Regions from separate parts of the Gossypium hirsutum genome. Here region 1 is linked to region 2. Evidence: chromatin contacts called from public Hi-C data. All regions are on one chromosome and are shown on one strand. The core of a region is the stretch at or near the end of the contact, and the rest is flanking DNA. Distances in the headings are between cores, read along the strand shown. Region 1 holds the start of LOC107927592 (receptor-like kinase TMK4). Region 2 holds the start of LOC107915101 (histidine protein methyltransferase 1 homolog).

What was found. A called contact is a pair of places that touch in the nucleus more often than the background predicts.
Region 1: a contact with region 2 is called in a Hi-C map of leaf, with 5 times the contacts expected there. The contact joins the promoter of LOC107927592 here to the promoter of LOC107915101 in region 2. A contact is called at or near these places in 16 of 34 Hi-C or Micro-C datasets (anther, callus, hypocotyl and 3 more).

What each region holds. Positions count from the first base shown.
Region 1 is chrA10:73,025,905-73,032,182 of Gossypium_hirsutum_v2.1, forward strand. LOC107927592 (receptor-like kinase TMK4) reads right to left here and starts at 3,881. Exons shown (of 4, transcript XR_001692481.2): 1 at 1,437-3,881; 2 at 446-993; 3 at 1-66.
Region 2 is chrA10:72,714,591-72,720,987 of Gossypium_hirsutum_v2.1, forward strand. It overlaps LOC107915101 (histidine protein methyltransferase 1 homolog), which reads right to left and starts at 3,726. Exons shown (of 11, transcript XM_041079182.1): 1 at 3,693-3,726; 2 at 3,467-3,569. It overlaps LOC107915100 (probable xyloglucan galactosyltransferase GT14), which reads right to left. Exons shown (of 4, transcript XM_041079179.1): 1 at 4,763-6,397; 2 at 4,358-4,610; 3 at 4,137-4,207; 4 at 3,667-4,054. The coding sequence ends at 6,164.

The DNA.
Region 1 (6,278 bases), core at 2,631-5,130, 310 kb after region 2:
GCTATCACTCGGTTTTTATCCTTTCTCTACCTCTAGGAAAGAAACCAACCTTCCTCTATCTCCAACCTGCAACTTATTATTATTATTTTAATAAAGAAATGAATAAAAAATGATTCAACAATAATTATACATTACAATAGAAAAAATGATTAAAAGAACATGATACAATCTTTCTTTCCCTCCCTCTCCTCCCCAAAAACCCTATTTTTCCCTCTGTAAATACTCCATCAAACAAAACAAATCATTCGGTTAGCTGTTGAAGAATATAATAAGAAACAACAAGGGTTCTTTTGGCTCATGTTTAGCCCAACAAAGTAAGAGAACAATCAGAATAAATAAACATAATACGACCATAATACACTCCGTTATCGACTCAACAGCAACTCAACCTGGCCTTCCTTTTTTGTGTGTTTTTTGCCCTCGTAACATTTTTTACAGTACATACCTCTTCAAAATTATGCCACTTATCCCATGTCCGTCACCGACCATCAGATGAGCTTAATGTGTCTGAAAATCCCGAGGGTTTTGCAGGGATACTTGATTGGGTTTGGGAGTATGATATATCACCATACATTGTTGAAGTACCTTCATCTGCTTGCCATCTTAGTAGAGCCTGAGGAAGGCTCATGTGAAGATCAATGCCCGAGTTTTCACCATCCTCTTGGGTGGTAGGTTTCCACAGCTCAACAAGGGGGCCCAACACATTTACAGCATGCCCCATGTCAGGTCGCTGATATGGTTCGCGAGCTGTGCAGTGTCCTGCCAGCTCAGCCACCTTGAAGATACTTGCCATTGTCTCCTCATCGCAGTTGATTGTTTCATCAACCACTTTCGGAATGTTGTCTTTGTTGGTAAGGACCCTGCGAAACCATGTGACCAGATGTGACCTCTCATCGGGTAAGGTCTCGTCTAAAGCTTTTCTGCCAGTTATTATCTCCATCAAGACCACTCCAAATGCATAAACATCCACCTTCGTAGTCACCCTTCCAGTTGCTGTTCAGATTAAAACAGTATCTCTATTTAGAAAACTATAATATTTAACCAAACAACAAAAATGGCAACGTTACGAAACAGCCAGGCGAAAGGCAATAACAATACATTCAACCCAAATATCAAACATCAAATATTATAAATGCTAATCAGAAGACAACTGTTTCAGTCAATCATGATTTTTAATCTTTTAACATAAGAATACCGAATATGGCCTCATAACTTATAAAGTATGCTGTTTAAGCAAGCTTGATAATACCATGTAGAGCCCCGATCATATCAACAATAATATATTAGCTATTCTGGGGTTGAGACATTAAGGATACATCTAAATTACATTGAAAGGTTTAATTTGCCTAGAGAAAATTATCACAGAATATGTATAACTAAGCAAGTAAGAAGCTCGTATAAAATCTTAAAGCATTTGAAGACAAAAATTCACATACCAGCATATTCAGGAGCAAGATATCCAAACGTTCCTGCCAACCTTGTCTCCACAGAGTATTTACCTTCGGGTGCATTTTTAACGAGTCCAAAATCGGCAACCTTTGCTCTCATGTCATCCCCAAGGAGAATGTTGGAGGGCTTCAAATCTCTGTGAATGAAACTTTGTTGTGCCAAAGAGTGCAAATACTCAACCCCTCGTGCAACATCCAGTGCAATGGTGACTCTCTGCTTCCAGGTGAACGGAGCATATCCATTTTCCCGCCATTCAAAGAGATGCTGACTTAGGGTACCTTGAGGCATATACTCGTAAACCAAGAGTCTCTCATTACCATTAATACAGTAACCCAAAAGTGCAACCAGATGCCTATGCCTAACTTTTGTAAGCACTGCGATTTCTGCCTGAAACTCATTCATTCCTTTAGTACCGGTCGACACACATTCCATCCTTTTGACAGCAATCTGTGTGCCATCATGCAGTTCCCCTTTATAAACAACCCCGAAACCACCTCTTCCTAAAACATTGGCCTCATTGAAATTATCTGTCACTTGTCTTAGTACTTGGATTGAGATCACTACATTTCCACCCTCAAAAAAATGGTGGTCACTACGATCCCCATTGCTTTGGCTTAGCATTTCACTGGGAACTCCCCCATTCCCATTCATTCCGCCACCATTTGCTGGACTCTTAACCACACCCCTCTCAGCATCACTGCCCTCCACCTTACCAAATTTTCCGTACCTCTTGTTCATAATATACTTATAAGAAACAAAGCAAACAACAGCAACAAAAATCAATACACCAGCAATAATACCGACAATCATAGCAATCGAATTCTTACTATTGCCACTTTTCAAGTTACCATCCGAACCTCCAGCGGATGCTCCAGATCCTGAATCTCCTCCATCACCAGAACCACCAGATTTTCCAAGTAAACTATTCCCCGAGTACGAGAATTTTACTGAATTTGAAAATTTCGGAATGTCTCCACTAAGATTGTTATTAGACACATCAAGAAGCTGCAAACTAGTCAACTTAGTCAGACTATCAGGAATTGAACCGGTTAATCCATTACCATTCAGATTCAAGTTCTTCAATGAGGTGAGATTGGCAAAGGCCGGAGAAATCGTCCCGACTAAGTTTTTCTTTTCCAGATTCACTGTAATCACATTCTTTCGTGAATCACAAGAAATAAAGGACCATTCGCAAGCATCATTCCCAGGCCAATTATCAGAAAGAGACACAGGGTACCCAAAACCCCCAGCAATCTCAAGCAATGTAGTAACTTGAGGATTACAAGGATCCCCATTACTATTACAAAAATTATTGTTTCCATCAACAACTTTTTTCTCAACTGAGGTAGGAAATTCTGGGAAAGGACCCTGCAATTTATTATTAGACAATGAAACATTCTCCAAGTTTGGAAGATCAGTTAAAGATTTGGGAACCGGCCCTGTCAACTGATTGTCTCTAAGCTGAAGATCGAAAATATCCAAACATTTAGACAAATCTGGGATCGGACCCGTAAACAAGTTTTTCTGAAGCCAAACCTGAGACAACTGTGTCATGTTGGATAAAACTTGTAAAGTACCAGTGAACCCAACATCCTGATTGTTGATCCAAAGATTCTGAACCATTGAAACACCGAGAGAAGCCGGTAATATGCCGCTCAAATTGTTGTAAGACAACCTTATACTTTTCAAGCTGTTCATAGAATCGAATATATCAGGCAAGGAACCGAACAAGCTGGTGTTGTCTAGTTGAAGTTCAACGAGTCCCGTCGATTGAGACAAATCTGGGAAAGTCCATGGACTTAAACCGGCATTGTCACTCAAACTCAGCTTTTGCAAGCTGGTTAATCCGGAGAAGGCGTTTGGGGAAATAGAGGTGAAGGTGTTGCTGTCAAGGTAAACCTCTTGTAAGCTGGAGAGGTTGGCGAAAGATGGGATGGTCCCGGACAAGGCGTTGCGTTGGAGTGACAAAGTCTGGAGCTCCGACAAGGCGGCGATGTCGGGGGAAAGGGTCCCAGACAGGGATTTGGAAGAGAGGTTGATGGAAGTAACGCTGTTGGATTTGTCGCAATTTATGCCAGGCCACTTGCAGTAGTTGTCTGAAGAAGAGGAAGACCACCCAGTGGGAGGAGGGCGGAAGGATGAAGCTATCTTGAGCATGGTTGCGCCGTCGTCCCCTGCGGCGAGAAGGGAGGAGAAAAGGAGGATGGGAAGGAGGATATGGTGGCGGTTAAGCATTTTTGCTTTTGGATTAGTTTCGGAAACCAAAACAGTTGGATTATCCAACAACGATGGTGTTTGTTGGATTGTTCTTTGAATATGGTTTTTTTTTTCGTTTTTTTCCTAACAGTGAAAAGAAAGAACAGTGTTGTAGCGCAAGGGAATACTTAGGGGAAAGACAAAAGAAATAATGAAAGGGAATTTTCTTAGTTGGAATTTTTTTAAAAAGATAGAATATCTTACCTGTTTTTTTTTTCTAATAAAAAAATAATATGTAGAGTACTCAAAATAGTTTAAATGTCACATACATCCCTGTAAATTTTAAATATGAGCAAAATGGTCCATCTAAAAATAAAGTACTTATGTCCTGTACTTTTTAAAAATGGATAAGAAAAATAATGAAAATAGCGTCAATTATTATCCAATCCAACTCTGAATTTTGAATTTTTTTAAATATTATATAATAAAAAAAAAAGTCCATACATTATTAAAATTAAAAAACTAATAAAATTATAAAAATATTTTAAAATAGTATATATTAAAAATAAAAAAACAAATAAATATTACTAAAATACTCCAAAGTTCCGAAAATTTTAAAAAAAAACTTTAAACTAATCTTAAAAATTATTTTTTATAAAACCTAAAAAAATTTATATACGATTATAGAAAAAAATTACAAAATTTATATTAATTCAAAGATTACGAAATTATAAAAAATAAAAAATTATCTAAATTTTAAATTTATAAAATAAATATAGTTTTAATATTTTTTTTTGTAAATAGTATCGCGTAACTTTTAAATTTTAATAAAAAAGAGTGAAAATTCTAAAAACAAACTATGAGAATTCAAAAGATCATAAAAATCCAATATATATTCGTATATATAAATGTTCAAAAAATATCTTCAGAATATGAAAACAAATAAAAATAAAAGCTCCAAAGTTTGAAAAAATTATAAAAATTTTCCAACAAATATTTTTTTCTCAAAATTAAAAGGGAAACTTTATATAATATATATATGCAAAAAAATATTATAAATTTTATAAAATTTAAAAATTATAGAAAATAATGAATTTTTTGAAATTTTAAAAATAAAATTAATTTTTCTGAATATTTATATATTTTTATTTTATAATTTTTTTGAAAGAATTTTGGAAAATTTTTAAAATTTAAATTTTTATTTTTTCAGAAATTTGGTAATTTTAATTATTTTATTATTATTTTTTGAGGTTTTGAATGTTGGGCATTATTTTAAAAATTTTAATAATTTTTATTAAATTATTAAAAATTCAAATTTATACAATACTGTTTACAAAAAAAAGACTACCAAAATAAATATTCTCTTTTATAGAACTCTTAAGACTTTGTTCATATATTTAGAAAATATAAGTTAAAAGGATTTTTAGAATTTTTTAAATATTTTTAATATTTTTAATATTTTTTTGGGTGTTTATGTGTGTCTTTATATGGGTGAAACTGTGTATTTATATGATATGGTTACTATTCATAGATATGATACTGTAGGTAGGTTCTATGCATGTCGGCACGTACTCTACTCTAGGTTTAACATGTGTTTATATGATGTAGGTTCGCCTATATGATGGTGTGTGAATCCACATCGTGCGGTCTCATAGAGGGGTTTGAGTGTCTTGCATGTGAACTTACAGTGTCACGCGAACTTGAAGTGAGAACTGTGCAAAACTCGACCTGAACCCAGTCAGGTTACGAGTCGGTAATAGTGAGTATCATAACAATTTATCCCCCGCCTGGTTTGAAGAAGAGTTATAAAGTGACTCTTATTGGAACCTAGTTCTATAAGATGAAAAGTAACACAAGAATAGGCTTATTAAATATACTTTATACCTTAACTTGCAACGTACACTTCGCCACGTGTTAAGAAGGGTAACAACTATAAGCAGCTGATTGTGCCCTTATTCTCGGATATATGAATCGTTAAAGTGTAAAAAGCCCTTTTAAAAGGAAGTTACTTGAGCCCTAAAAATTACATTGTTTGAATTAGAGATTTTAGAGAAGAAACCATTATTGAGAAAAACAGTATTAGAGGTCATTTCCATAAAATTTCCATCGTTCTTTCAATTTTTTCTTGGTTTTATTAGAACACCATGGCTAGGACTAGAATAAATGGTCGTATTATTCAAAAATCTCTTCGCGACGCCATGAAGCAAGTACCCCGATGGAGGCTAAGGCTTATGTTTGCACTACGAAAGTGGAAGAAATGAATCCTATTTTGGCCATACGAGGCATTCAAATACCGAACTTTGCTTATGACTTCTCAATCCCTGAATTATTAAATCTGTTGAGCGACACCAACGACGGTGGTTTTTTACTTCCATTGCACGTGATAGAAGCAGGTTTCCATTTACCACTCCACCCCTTTTTCTATCACTTTCTCGATGAATACAAGATAGCTTCGGGGCAGTTATCTTGTTTTTCATTGTGGGTTGCAATGGCATACTTCATTGAGTGCAGTCGGCGGGAAGAAGTGCCATTGATTATCGTTTTTTAGAATTTGTACCAATTGAAGGCCTACAATCGTGGGGGTTCGGTGAGTTTATTTTATTTCTCACCTTGCAAAGATGTGGAATCTATCA
Region 2 (6,397 bases), core at 2,476-4,975:
CCAAATTCATGACGTCCCAATAAGACTCTTTTCTGAAAGTTTAGCAATGCAATTAGGGAATTTTGTTGGAACTTTCTTGGAGTATAATGGTTCAAATCTTGGGAAGGAAAATCGCAATTACATTAGAGTGAGGGTACAGATTGACATTAGGAGGCCTCTAAAAAGAAGGAAGAAGGTTATGTGGCGTGGGGATGCTTGTATGTTAAATTTCAGTATGAACGTTTATCGTTTTTTTGTTTCTATTGTGACCGACTGGGGCATAGTGACTCATTTTGTGAGGAAAAAATGATGTTAGGGGTAGATACTGCTGAATTGGGTTGGAATTTATCATTGCGAGCACAATCCCGAAGAGCCTTATCTATGAATAGTATATGGCTTCAAGATGAAGGGGAAAGGAAATGAGAAGGAATTTGGGGGGACAATCGATATTTGGAGCTCAGATTTTGGGATGGGATACTAAAGGCAGATGTGGGAAACTTATTGATCCAATTTTGGGATTCAATATTAAAGGAGGAATGCCATATTTAGATCACAGGCAGGAGAATTCTTGGGCTGATCAGATGCAAATAGCCATGGAACATGATTTAAAAGATGGAATCTTAGTAGGAGAGGAGGGGAAAAAACAAACAAGGGGGGAAACGAGAGATCCAAGGGGAAAAAAGAGAGTGGCAATGCAATGACAAGGAGTAAGCGAATGGTGAAATTTAATCTTTTATCATCGGCGGCTGCTAAAAGGCAAGCCGACCGAACGCAATGAAAATCTTAAACTAGAATGTTCGTAGTTTGGGAGACCACGAATGATTAGAAGACTTCGGCATTCGCTGAAGATATATAATCCTCAAATAGTCTTCTTTATGGAGACAAAGCTTAGTAAACGACAAATGGAGCGGGTTCGTAGAAGCTGTGATTTTGTTAATGGTATTGAAGTTGACTCAGATGGTATACGAAGAGGATTGTGTTTAGTCTGACGGTTAGATGTAAATATAACTCTCCGTACTTTTTTCAAGAGGCATATTTATGTGATAGTTACGGGCAAGGAAGACGGGAATAATTAGAGATTTACGGGATTTTATGGATCCCGTTATGTGCCAGATAGGGCAGACCCATGGGCTGTTCTAAAAAGGCTAGCTATTGAAGTAGATATTCATTGGTTCGTTTGTGGAGATTGCAACGAGATTATGTATGGTTTTGAGAAAAAAATGAGGATTTCCTAGAGATGAAAAACGGATAGAACTATTTCAAAGAACACTGGAGGAATGTCAACTGCATGACGTGGGTTTTTGTGGGAATTAGTTCACTTGGGAGAAAGGTAATTTACCGGAGACGAATATTCAAGAATGATTAGATAGAGGGGTTGCCAACACAGAATGGATTGATATGTTCTCGGAGGTAAAAGTCCAACATTTAGTGCACTCTTTTTCTGATCATTGTCCCCTTCTTATTAATACAAGAATGAATGAAGAACGCTTGAGGAACAATGGCTTCAAATTCAAAGCCTGGTGGTCTTTCGAGGAATCTTTTATTAATAAAGTCAAACGTTTGTGAGAAGAGTCTTCAGGGGAAGTGTTATAGAAGCTAGGAAATTTAATAAAAGGTTTGAAACAGTGGGTGGGGAAAATTCATATGAATAGGAGAAAGAAAAAATAGATCCTTACAGAGAAATTAGCACAATTATCTGAAGCTGAGAGAAATGATGTGAATTTAGCTGAGCTGATTGATACGAAGATTAATTTAAACTTGGAGATTGACAAAGATGAATGTTATTGGGAACAGAGGGCTCGTTTTAATTGGCTGAAATTCAGCGATAAAAATACAGCATTTTTTCATAGTCATGCATCACAGCGGCGAAAGATGAATTTTATTCATAGATTACAAAATGAAGATGGACGAGAAATGATGGTACTACAAAAAATAGAGGGCATTGCTAGATCTTATTTTCAAAGTTTATTTTTGGCAGAAAGTAGGGGAAATTACGACTATTTGTTATCCAGGATTGAACATTGTATGGTCAATGAAGATAATCAAAAGCTTACAACAACATATACCAAAAAGGAGATCGCAGCAACAATATTCAACTGGGGCCCACGAAGGCACTGGGGGAGGATGGTTTTCCAGCTCTTTTTTATCAGGAATGCTGGCATATTGTTGGAGAATATGTCACCTCTTTTAGCTTATAAATTCTTAATGGGGATATGGAGGTTAGTGCTGTGAACTCTACTAATATTGTACTTATTCCTAAAGTCACCAGCCCCTCAGACATGACACAATTTCGACCAAGCAGTTTATGTAATGTGCTCTATAAAATTTTGGCCAAGGTCATAGCTAATCGTTTACGGGGAGTTATTGAAAAATGTATTGATGACACGCGAAGTGCTTTTGTGCCAGGACGATTAATATCAGATAACGTGCTGTTGGCATATGAAGTATTGCATAAGTTAAATACAAAGAGATCGGGAAAGAAAGGGTATATGGCCATTAAGCTAGACATAAGCAAGGCATACGATAGAGTTGAATGGATTTTTATAAAGGAAATTATGCTACGGATAGAGTTTGATACGAATTAGGTCGATGCTATTATGAAATGTGTATCAAGGGTCTCTTATCTAGTAGTTATAAATGGGCATATTGGGGATAAATTTTTCCCAACCAGAAGCCTTAGACAAGGTGATCCGCTAGCCCATTTTTATTTCTCTTATGTGGGGAAGGCCTATCGAGTCTACTAAGACTAGCAATGAATAGCGGGCTCTTCAAGTGCGTTAGGGTTAGTAGAAGCGGGCCACAGGTATCACATCTTTTGTTTGCTGATGATTGTATTTTATTTGGGGAGGCAACAAGTAAGGATGCAACTTTATTCAAGGACATTCTACGGGAGTATAAATTTTGTTCGGGTCAATGTGTTAATTTTAAAAAATCAACAATTTTTTCAATAAGAATACCTCAAAAAAAGACAGGTGATTGGTTAGTAATTTACTGGGTGTCCACAGTTCAAACGAACCAGAGCGTTACCTTGGGTTGCCGAGCATGGTCCGTAGGAGGAAAAAGGAATCTTTTCAAAATTTGAAGGACCAATTTCGAAAACGTATTGATAATTGGAGCAATCTATTTTTATCTCAAGGGGGAAAGGAAGTACTTGTGAAGGCCATTCTACATGCGATACCTATTTACACGATGACTTATTTTTTATTGCCTAAGACCCTATGTGATGAGTTTGAAAGTATTGTTGCACGATTCTGGTGGCAGAAGGGCCATGGAAAAAAGGGTATTCATTGGTGTACTTGGAAAAGCCTTTGTGATTTAAAAGAAAACGGTGGTTTAGGTTTTAAAATTTTTGGTCAATTTAATATTGCGTTGCTAGCAAAACAGGGCTGGCGCATTATTCAGTATCAAAATTCTTTATTAGCACGAGTTTTAAATGCTAAATATTTTCCAAACTCAAATTTTCAAAATGTAGAGTTGGGCAATTTACCTTCCCTTACCTGGAAGAGTATTTGGACAGCAAGGGGACTTCTCTAAAAAGGGCTGAGCTAAAGAGTGGGCAGAGGAGATAAAATCTCTATATGGGAAGATAGCTGGATTCCGGGGATTGACACAATTGATGAATATAGCAGTCATAACAATGAGGATTCACAGTTAGTTTCAGAGCTTATTGATAGCGCAAATAGGAAGTGGAGAACAAATTTGATTAATCGTACCTTCTGAGAGGTAGTTGCTAAAAAAATTTTGCAGATCCCTCTCACAGAGACCGATCATGAGGACACGCAAGTTTGGAAAGGAGAGTTATATGGTGAGTTCTCGGTACGCAGTGCCTATAAACTATTACATAATGCTAGCTCGGATCCTAGGCATTATTTATTACAGACCGAAATGAAAGAATTTTACAAGGAGCTATGGGGCCTACAGCTACCCCCTAAAATTGCAATCACTATTTGGAAAATCTCTTGGGATTTTATTCCGAATTTTGCTAATCTCCGGTACAGAAGAGTAATTTCTAATGATAGATGCCCCCGAGGTTGTTCTTGGTTAGAAGACAGCCTCTATATCTTCCGTGACTTCCCTGTAACAATAGAGGTCTTGGGAATAGTACACTTATATTGGGTGGTTAATAATATGAACCAAAGTATATGGGAGTGGCTAACCTAGGTTTTCAAGAGAGGTAACGACATCCAATGTAGACTTTTTTGTTATGCTTTATGGCTCATATGGTTCTCTAGAAATCAGTTCGTACATGAAAGGAAAAACACAACAAGTAGCGAGTTAGTGCAAAACATACAGAGGTCTCTGGCTAAATATAAAGTGGTAAGAGAAATGAAGAGACCTGTAAATATGAATAGACACTTAAGAGCCCAAGAAGACATACCGAGAACGACGGTCTATTGCGATGCAGCGTTCGATAGTAGCAGTTCTACATCTGCAACGGGTCTGGTGGTTCAGGATCTGACGGGGAGCCTCATGGCCTTAAAGTCCACCATCCACAACAGTATCTCCTCCCCATTTGCAGCAGAAGCATATGCATGTTTAGGGTATAAAATTAGGGATCTCACTAGGTTTACAATCGGTAAAAATCATGGGAGACTCTAAAACAGTTATTAAGAAATGCCAAACGACTTCACCTGATAAATCAGCGATTGGAGCCATTATCAACGACATCCAAAACAAAAAACGGTGTTTTCAAGAGATTATTTTTCAGCATATTTACAGATCAGGGAACATACAAGCACATAGAATAGCAAAAACTGCTCTTGCTAGAAGGGAGTCTACTTACCTGATAGGAGAAGAACTGAATCGACATGACTTTGCTTCAGATAGGTACTGGTCAAGGAACCCAGACTGAAGAGTTTTTTAAGGGAAACCGATTATCAATAGAGAGTAGCAAGTATAGCTTATCTTTTTGGAATCTGCTAGTGACAAGAACGGATTGGACTTTGGAAATGATAGCTAAGGAGCATTAATGGTATCCAGCCGTTTCGCATTAACTGGGGTAGTTTTTTTTAGGTTTTCCTTTTTTCATTTTAATTTTATTTTATTACCTTTCTGATTATCCATTAAGTTGCGTTTTATTGCTGGTTGCATTATCAGATCAGCTAGTGAGGTCGATTTTTTGTTTTCTTTAGTTTTATTGCTGTAATGGGCTTGGGTCTAAGGATCTCTTGGATCTCAAGTTCTTTTTCTTCTTTCCTTTCAATAAAATACCCGGTCATTTTAATATAAAAAAAAAAATTTATTGATACTGTACCAAATATTATTCCTATATAAAATTTTATTATACCCCATTTCATGAAAATGGCATGAAAAGAATTCATGTCATGAAAATCAACTTATGGCAAGAAAAATGAGAAAAAAAAAGGTTATCTAATTTTGTAAAATCTAACTTACACAAGAAAGCTTTTGTAAAATATTTTATGAAGAAACAAGGAAAATTTAGACTGACTTATAAAAAAGATTACATTAATCAAATAGGATAAATATTTTTGATAGCAATCAAAGCGACCCCTAATGTGTCATTTATGGCATCCACATGCAACAACCATTATAAGTCCCTTTCAAGTGTCGGCAGGAATTACCACGTCATCGGCCAAACTTCACCTTAAAAGCACCTTGTCAATGCCATTTTCCCTTTTCGGTCAAAAGTTGAGTGTGGACTAATGCTTATTTCACCATTTATTTGATTATAATGTGGAATCAAACGCCTCCCACCTATCAGCTCCCACATATTCAAACCATATGAAAAATCTTAAAATGATTTAGCATACTGGTATCTGACAAGAACATTGTTCAATAGTCAGTTCATGTATTCTGTTTGCCCAATTGGAAAAATTCATCTGATGATGAAGGATTCAGAGTTTTCTTTCCTTCAATTTTGTTAATAAAGAAAAACTGAAACCCCAAAAGCAAAAAAGCAAAAAAAATTAAAAGACCAAATTTCAAGATCATGGAGACATTCAATGCTTCCCCCATCACTACAAAATTATACTCTTAAAATACACAAGTACAATCATTGAGATAGAATGAGATGAAAGGGTATATCTATATCTATATTCACTTCAGCTAATGGAAAAAAAGAAAATTTACTTAATTATTTATGCAACCATTTTTTTTTAAAAAAAATTAGGCTTTCTTCTGTCCTAAAAAAAACCATTACGAATGAATTTCTAGTGTAGTAAATTCAACTGCCATTACCATTACCATAAGTAGAAAATGTATACTTATAATCATCCCCATCGGCAAATCCAATACTAGGATCCTTCCCTTCTCTTATCATAACCCTAAGACTCTCTATTCTATCAAGAATTCCCTTAACTGCTAAATCAAATGCATCCTCAAGAGTCTCCGATCGAGATCTCGAACTTGTGTAAACCACTCTCGGAATGAGCTTTATAACCTCCTCCCTCAACCTCAA